Regions from separate parts of the Mus musculus genome. Here region 1 is linked to region 2. The links are chromatin contacts, called in public Hi-C maps. All regions are on one chromosome and are shown on one strand. Each heading gives the region's core, a stretch centred on a gene start, on an enhancer-like site or on the middle of the called end of the contact. The rest is flanking DNA. Distances are from core to core; before and after follow the strand shown. Region 1 overlaps F730043M19Rik (RIKEN cDNA F730043M19 gene). Region 2 overlaps Cdhr3 (cadherin-related family member 3).

Region 1 (3,736 bases), core at 1,057-3,556, 80 kb after region 2:
TTGCTCCCTCTGACTGCTCCTGTGACTTCCCCACTACGATGGACTGCCACCTAGAATTGTGAGCTAAAATAAACCCTTCCTGGGTTGTTTTGTCAGGACATTTTTATCACAGCAACATGAAACAAAACCTAGGCACACAAGCACATACACACATGCACATGTATGGCACACACACATGCCATACACACACACTTTCCAAGAAAGAGCACACAGCTGACTTGAAACCAGGTCATGTTGCCAGCCATGAACCAGTGAAACAGCTCCAGCCTAGACTTTTATCTCACAATCAGATCGATCTGGGTAGTTATTAATGATAGCTGATACTCAGGGGAATGCAAGAGAATAAAATACATTTCTAGGTTTCAACTAGTTTTGACTGTGCCTGAAACGGAGTACTCACCATATTGAGTGCTATCTGCTATTGTTATCACACATGCAAGGTACTTAGAGTGACTGGCAATTGAAGTGAGCTATTATCCCCACCCCATTACCGGGACAGGTGGGCATCCCGAGAAACCTTGATTTCCTGAGGGATTTCACGAGTAGCACTCTGCAAGAGAAACTGAGGGCAGACCCTGACAGCTCCTCCACCCTTGCTGCTGCAGGGTGTGTCAGAAGGAGGCAGAGAGTGAACTCAAGTCTCCCTTGATCTAGCTCAGCTCGGGGAGGCATCTCACTCCTCAAGGCCGAGAGCCACAGCCTTGAGTTCCCCACCCGAATGTGTTCGGGCTCAACTCTGAGCATCACACAGAAGAAGGCAGGCTTTCTCTCGTCCATGCACGTGAGCAGTGGAAAAGCTCACGTGTGCTCTGGGAGGCCTCAACCCTGAGAGAGGATGCCCTTGCCCTCAGGTTTCCTCTTCCATTACCTGCTTTCCCCAATCTTTTTCTCTTACTTTCATGCCTTTGGGCACTGAAAATAACCTTGGCAGACAACAGAAGCAAGTTAGAAATTGACTCGGAGGCATTTACTAAACAAAACTTTGAGAAGGAGAGGAAAGGGCAGACACTGAAGCTGACAAAGCAAGATGGCAAGTCTAAGGCTCAGGGAAGAAGCAAACACAACAGAAAAAGAAGACCAGAGACAGGAGTCAAGAATGGGGAAATACTGTGTTGACAATTACTTACCCCTACCCAAGCAAGCATAGTGACGCTTTGTCTTAATCTTTGCACAAGTATAGGTACCTACAATGAGCCTGAAACTAAAGCTAACTGGTGTTTGGAATTTGTGCTGGCTTATGACTTAACACCTGGCATTGACTTATATGGAAAAGTTTAACAACCTAGGATTGTTCGGCTTATTGAAAAGGGTGCCGGAGTGGCAGGGGGACTCTTTGTTGACATCCCCCGTCCCCCTTTATTATCTTGTCAGCTCTCTGAATATTCTAGGCAACGGCTAGTGGAGTGGATTCCTCTGTTTAAATAGGTGCAGTCTCTACTATGCTCATCCAATCAACATTAGCATCTCTGACACCCCCTGCAATGATCGGTCCAGGGATGCAGTACAAAACCCTGTGTGGTGGTTTGAATATGCTGTGCCTGTGTGGTCTTATTGAAGGAGGTATAGCCTTGTAGGAAGAAGTGTGTCACTGTGGGGGTGGACTTTGAGGTTTTATATATATATATATATATGCTCAAGTCTGAGTAGAGAGAGTCTTCTCCTGGGGTCCTTCAGATAAAGATGTAGAACCTCAACTCCTCCTGCACCATGCCTGCCTGGATGCTGCCATGTTCCTGCTTTGATGATAGACTGAACTTCTGAACCTGTAAGCCAGCCCCAATTAAATGCTGTCTTTTATAACAGTTGCCTTAGTCATGGTATCTGTTCTCAGAAGTAAAACCCTAACTAAGACACTTGGTTTGAGCTTCTGCAGTCTTTGAGCCATATTTCTTTCTTTCTGTGATGATCCCCCCAAGGACTGCCACTGTCCCCTGGTCCCCAAAATAGAAGCATGTGGTTCTGTATGGCAGCAAATTATCCTTAGGAATAAGAATAACTGAATTCCTAAATATAGACACTGAAGTCCAACAAAACACACTCTACCCAGGCTCTCTTGTAAAGATCCTATGTGACTACATATCTGCCAACAAAATGTAGTAAAAAATGTTCTATGATGCGACCAACCGTAAAGATGAAGGGACACTCTTTCCTCTGCCCCTTCCTCCAGCCTAAAATGCAGGTGTTAGATGTAATGGCTGGAGCTCCAGAAGTCATTTGGACCTTGAGGTGACCTTAAAGAAAGAGCCATGCTCCAGGAAGTGGAGGATCATGCTAGACGTGAAGAGTGGCATCAGAGAATCAGCCCCAGACTCTCAAAGCTTCTCTTTTTTTGAGGAAGAAACAGACTTCTGTCTTGTGATAGCTCTTGTCACAAAGAGTTTCCCGTCACGGGGTAAAAAAATGTAACAGATGGACCCAGACGTCTGTTCACGACCATCTTGTACAGATAAGGGAGGCCAGACTTGGGAAGGAGCTCAAACCTTAGAAGCCGAGTTGAAACCAGGTCGGTGCCAGGCATAATGCTGTCTGTGGTCTCACCTCCATCGAGGATGAAGCAGCAAACTGCAGGAGTTCAGAACCAGCCTGAGCGATATATCAGGATCCTGGAGAAAGGGGGGATGAGGGGAAAAGAAGGAAGGAGAGGAGGAGGAGGAGGAAGAAGAGGAGGAGTGGGGGGAAGACCAGTGGATGAGATAAATGGGGTGCAGAGAAAGGGGAGCAGAAGCAGGGGAGGAGAGGAGCCAGGTCTTTTACTATATCCTAGGGCTTCTGAGTCAAGCTAAAGCTGGCCTGGTAAAACTTTCCAGTGACATGAACTGATACAAATTCACCATCATTTTTAAAGCTAGTTTTCATTGGCAATTTTGCTTATGAAAGACAGAATCCCACTCCCAGCAGAAGCCATGTGTCTTTAGGCCACACCTGGGTTCTTCTGGTTGGGGTGAGACTGAATAAGGATGGATGTTTTGATTTCCTAGCACTTCTTGAGTCCCTACTATGTGCCAGACAGTGGTCTGTGACTCATCTTGCAACAGTACTGAGCTGGCTGAAATTGGTTTGTGACTACTCTTATCACAGTGCTGAGTTGGCAGAAATTGTCACTCACCAGGCTAGAAACTAAGACTGAGAGATGCATTTCTGGAGACCATTTGTGGCAGTCTCACCAAGAAGAGTGTTTGCAGTCAGGTGGCTCAGAAATTCTTCCTGGCTAGAGACAGGGCTGTGTCCCTTGGCCCCTCTCACTCCTTTCTGTCCTTCAGAACTTCTTGAATGTCAAAAAGAATGCCATCTCTAGGGACCTTGATGACTTATGAGGCAGAGACTGGTGTTGGGAGCACAGCCTGGATGCCCGGTTCAGCTCTTGTTAGCTAAAGCTGATGCTGTCTTAAGAAATGGTTGCTTCTCTGCTGCTCAGCTCAGACTGAAGGCCGGGCACCACATTCTGCAGTGGCACCTTGCCTATTGATTCAGTGGATTGGTTGTGTCCAACTGCAGGTCTCTGAGCTTGTGCTGGGCTCTAGCACGCTGTTTTCCACCTACACATCGAAATAGCCCTGCCTGCATTACTTGGGGGCGGGGCGTGCCAGAGTGTCTTGTCCATTCACCCATGTGAGACTCAACTTCATGGGAAGTTACATGAAGCACACAGCTTAGAACTCCATGCTACTTAGAAATGGTTATGCCAGGCAAACGAAATAAAGATGATTCTTGCCACAGCCCACCTCATTTGGGTAAG
Region 2 (3,882 bases), core at 1,243-3,742:
ATATACATGTATGTACACACACATGCACACACACATGCACACACACATACACACACATACAAATACACACATGCACACACAATAGATAAGTAAATAAATAAATGCCATAAAAATCTCAAAAGCAGAAGCTGGAGAGGTGGCTCAGCAGTTAAGAGCGCCTATTGTCCACATCAGGTGACACAATGACATGTGACTCCAGTTCCATGAAACCCAGTGCCCTCTTCTGGCCTCTGTGGGCATCTACATTTATGTGATGCATATACACACAGGCAAGCATATACACATGAGCATAAACAAAATATAAAGAAACCTGCAATTCAATACATTAAAAATGAAGCCCCTCCCCCCAGTTTAGGGGGCGGGGCCTAGCCACAGGCACCCTTGCTGAGTGTGCACCTGCGCAGGCTAGACCTGCTTCCTGGCTCCTCCCAGCTTGCTGCTTCTTGTGACCATGAGGTGAGGGGGCTCCTCCACCACATCTCCTGCTGCTATGATGCTTTGCCCAAGTGTCCATGGCAAAGCAACCATGGCTGCGAGCCTCCTAAAATTATGAACCAAAGTCAATGCTTCCTTCTTTCCGGGTTCTCTGTCAGGCTGGTCCCTGCTATGCAAAAGAAAGCCAACGGACTACCCTGCTCTCTACTCACTGAGGTCTACTTTTTTTTTCTTTTTCCTTTTGCTTTCTGTTTGTCTGGTTGTGTGTGTGTGTGTGTGTGTGTGTGTGTGTGTGTGTGTGTGTGTGTGTTCAGACAGGTTTTCTCTGTGTAGGCCTGGCTGTTCTGAAACTCACTCTGTAGACCAGGCTAGCCTCAGACTTGGAGATCCGCCTGCCTCTGCCTGCTGGGATTCAAGCTGCATGCCATCACCACCCTGCTATTGGGGTCTAGTGACTGCAAAAAAGGAGAGGTGAACGTTGCCAGCCATTGGCAAGACTCTGAGAAGCAGAGTCATTCATAGGCCATTTTCTAACCGGAGGGGGATGTCAGGGAGGGGGGAGGGGAAGGGGAGAAGGAAAAGGATGGGGGGGATACAGGAGGAGGAAAAAAATGCACCCTCTCTGTCCTGATGCCCTCCCTTGCTACAGGCCCATTCAAATTCTATGAGTGAAAGTAACATTTTCTAATTTAAGTTCCTCACCTCTCCTTACCCCCCTACACTGTGAGAGCGTTCCCACAGTGGTGCAGTCTACCACAGTGGACAACCTTTGCTCTGAAACATATCCTCACATAGAAACATGCTTCTTCCTCTTTTGCTTTTTCTTGCCCACCCCTCTCTTTATTTTCTTTTTAGGTATCTTTGACTATCCTGAAACTTCCTCTGAAGCCCAGGCAGGTTCAAACTCACAGAGATCCACCCACCTCTGCTTCCTGAGGGCTAAGGTTAAAGGCGTGTGCCACCACCACAGCTCACATTTTTCTTTCCTGTGAGAAGTCAGTGGCTCTGAGTCCGAGCTCTTACACAGATTCCCATCAGCTAATCCATGGCCCTTCCAAACACATGCCTCAACGTTTTGTTTGTTTGTCTTGTTTTGTTTTTCTGTCTGCCTCACGCTTCTGGGTCAAAGGGTTCCACTGCTATACATCCTAAGGACTTTTGGCTGCAGATTCCAGGTCCCAGATCCTTACCCTGGGAGTTGTGATGGTTGTGGTTGGGTGAGGAATGACTTTAACACTCAGAGTCACTGTCCCTGTTTCAACAAGAGCCTTGGCTTTTGTGCTGCCAGACAGCAAGTTGTCATCAGTAATGTGGACAAGCAGCTGGTAGTCCCAGACGGTATCGAGGCTGCTGTAGTCAAAGCGGGAAGCCAGCAGCAGGCGCGTGATGTTGGAGCCGGCATTGGGAGAGAAGGTGAAATGATTGTTGATGTTGCCTAAAAGAGATTTGACCCATGAATGTTGGTAAAAGAGTAGAAAAGAGGATAAAATAAAGATACAGAAGAAAACTGCATTTGTTTTTATTCCCTTAAATGTCTACACTTTAATTTTTTTATATATGTAGCAGGGTTGGGTCTGTGATACCCTGCAAGTGAGGATATATTGGATAAGAGGCCACAGTGCCCCTATCTTAGAGCCTCCAGGGAGAGAGTTAATTATCCTGGTGTGTGGGCAGCAAGACAGCAGATTGAGCCATACCCCTAACCATGGACCATGCTCGCCTTATGCCTGTGTGGAGCCTGTCTGGCCATCCTGGTGTCAAGGGTCCTGAAGTCCTCTAAAGGAAAGCACCTCCTGATATCACAAGGAGTCAGGTCCAGGTTCTTGTGAATTCACCCCACCTGCTTCCTACACACACGTACACACGCATGCACTCGCGTGCGCGTGCACACACACACACTCACACACACACACACACATGCACACAGCTCTGTTGGGACCCACAACTTGAAGGTGCCCAGGGCAAGAAGAACGCCAGCCCAAGCATGGCTCTTGCTCATCCTCCAGTGTCTCCAGAGTCATTACAGGCTGAAAAATCAGGAAATGGAGCAGATGATGCAATTTTTACTTCCTCAGCAGCGCAAGGCTCGGTAAAGTCCTCGGGACACTCAGTGTGGATTAGCTCCACCCTCAGCAGGCAGCTGAGGTCTCCAGGCGCTGTCTGCCCCTGGGTTTTGTGGCACACCAGGCTCAGAGGTTTCCCACTGCTTTGCCAGGCTCAGCGGGCGGCAGAGGCGGATTTTGAGTCTTTCATGTGGAATTGCTCTGCTTATTGGGGTTTAAATCTCTGGCCCCGGCACTTCATTAGAGGAGCTATTTTGGTCTCATTTCCATTGAGGGGTGCTCTTCCCCCCCTCCTTCCCATGGTGGCATATTTTTAAAGAGAGAGAATGAATGGAGTGGAGAAGTGTTGCTGAGGACATGTTTCAGAACGCATTTAATCTATTTAATCTATTCTTATCCCCAGAGAGGCCTGGGAGTCCCTTCCCCCCACAGCACTTTTCCAGGAAAAGAGGTAGCTGAAGAGAGGAAATAAAAAAATATTATATTCAATATATTCTGGGAATTTGGGGAGAGCATTCTATTAAAAGGATTCATCCTTCCTGGGGCTTTGCAACACCGTGTGGGGGTGAGTCTGGTTGTGGAATATCCGGATAGACTAGATGAGACAGAGAAGCTGACAGCGCTGGGAAGCACAGGGAAGCTTGGATTCTTCATGTAAAATATGCCCTCCCCAGCACTGTGCCCACCGCAGTGTATAATCTAAGACCCGCTGCCTTGTTCCTTCCCGAATGGCCCAGGATTGTTGATACTGAGCCCAGTACCTGAGCCAATGGAGTATCGAAAAGAACTGGGGCTAGAATCAAGGTCAGTGCACGTCAGCTTGAAATTCTGAATGTTTGTGCCAACTTTTAGATCCACTGGGATGGCCATGAAGTAAAAATTTGGAGTACATACTGGCTTTTCATCATTTTCTCCAAGGATGTTCACAGTAACCTAGAACAGCAGGAAGGTGGTTTAGAATATTATTACATGCTAGTCGGTGTGTGTAGAGATAGGGGTGCAGAGGTCAACTTGTGGTTGGACATTCTTTCCTATCACGATGTGGCCCCCAGTGATCAAACTCAAGTTTTCAGGCTTGGCAGCAATCACCTTTATTTGCTGAGCCGTTTCATCAGCCCAAGCCTTAAGAGCTAAAATGCATCGAGCATTCACTGCGTGGGATATGGAATTTGCATGAATTCATTGATTTAACCTCATGTGTTAGAGAGAACATGATAGCTCTTGTCTACAGATGAGAAAAAAGGGAACTCAGAGACAGTAAGTAATTGACAAAGAACCATTCAAATAAATAGTGAGAGGCTGAGCTAAGATTTTAGTGTGGTTTTGTCTTGATTCAAATCCTTTGCTGTTAGCTTCTTTGCTGCGTATATGCATGTGCAGCTCT

Evidence for each region. Hi-C and Micro-C count contacts between places; a contact is called where the count stands out from the background.
Region 1: a Hi-C map of bone marrow-derived macrophages shows a contact between it and region 2, with 39 read pairs. The contact joins two enhancer-like sites. A contact is called at or near these places in 13 of 39 promoter capture datasets (the 3T3-L1 cell line, 3T3-L1-derived adipocytes, cranial neural crest and 7 more), 1 of 15 datasets of contacts at CTCF or cohesin (CD8 T cells), 24 of 484 Hi-C or Micro-C datasets (the 3T3-L1 cell line, 3T3-L1-derived adipocytes, the CH12 cell line and 18 more), 7 of 115 datasets of contacts at active chromatin or transcription factors (bone marrow-derived macrophages, embryonic basal ganglia, embryonic hindbrain and 3 more) and 3 of 9 other capture datasets (adipose tissue, embryonic stem cells and liver).

What each region holds. Positions count from the first base shown.
Region 1 is chr12:33,123,400-33,127,135 of GRCm38.p6, forward strand. The region is part of intron 4 of F730043M19Rik (RIKEN cDNA F730043M19 gene); the gene reads right to left. Among named protein-coding and RNA genes, the nearest start is that of Atxn7l1, 22 kb to the right of the region's middle. Within about 2 kb of position 2,307, at least 11 of the 459 cell types and tissues checked have an H3K27ac peak or open chromatin away from gene starts, as enhancers often do. A contact at or near this core is called in bone marrow-derived macrophages, where this site is marked.
Region 2 is chr12:33,043,374-33,047,255 of GRCm38.p6, forward strand. Cdhr3 (cadherin-related family member 3) reads right to left here. Exons shown (of 20, transcript NM_001024478.1): 13 at 3,260-3,431; 14 at 1,626-1,870. It overlaps Gm40874 (a long non-coding RNA gene), which reads left to right. Exons shown (of 4, transcript XR_872668.3): 4 at 1,291-1,911. Among named protein-coding and RNA genes, the nearest start is that of Cdhr3, 48 kb to the right of the region's middle. Within about 2 kb of position 2,493, at least 65 of the 459 cell types and tissues checked have an H3K27ac peak or open chromatin away from gene starts, as enhancers often do. A contact at or near this core is called in bone marrow-derived macrophages, where this site is marked.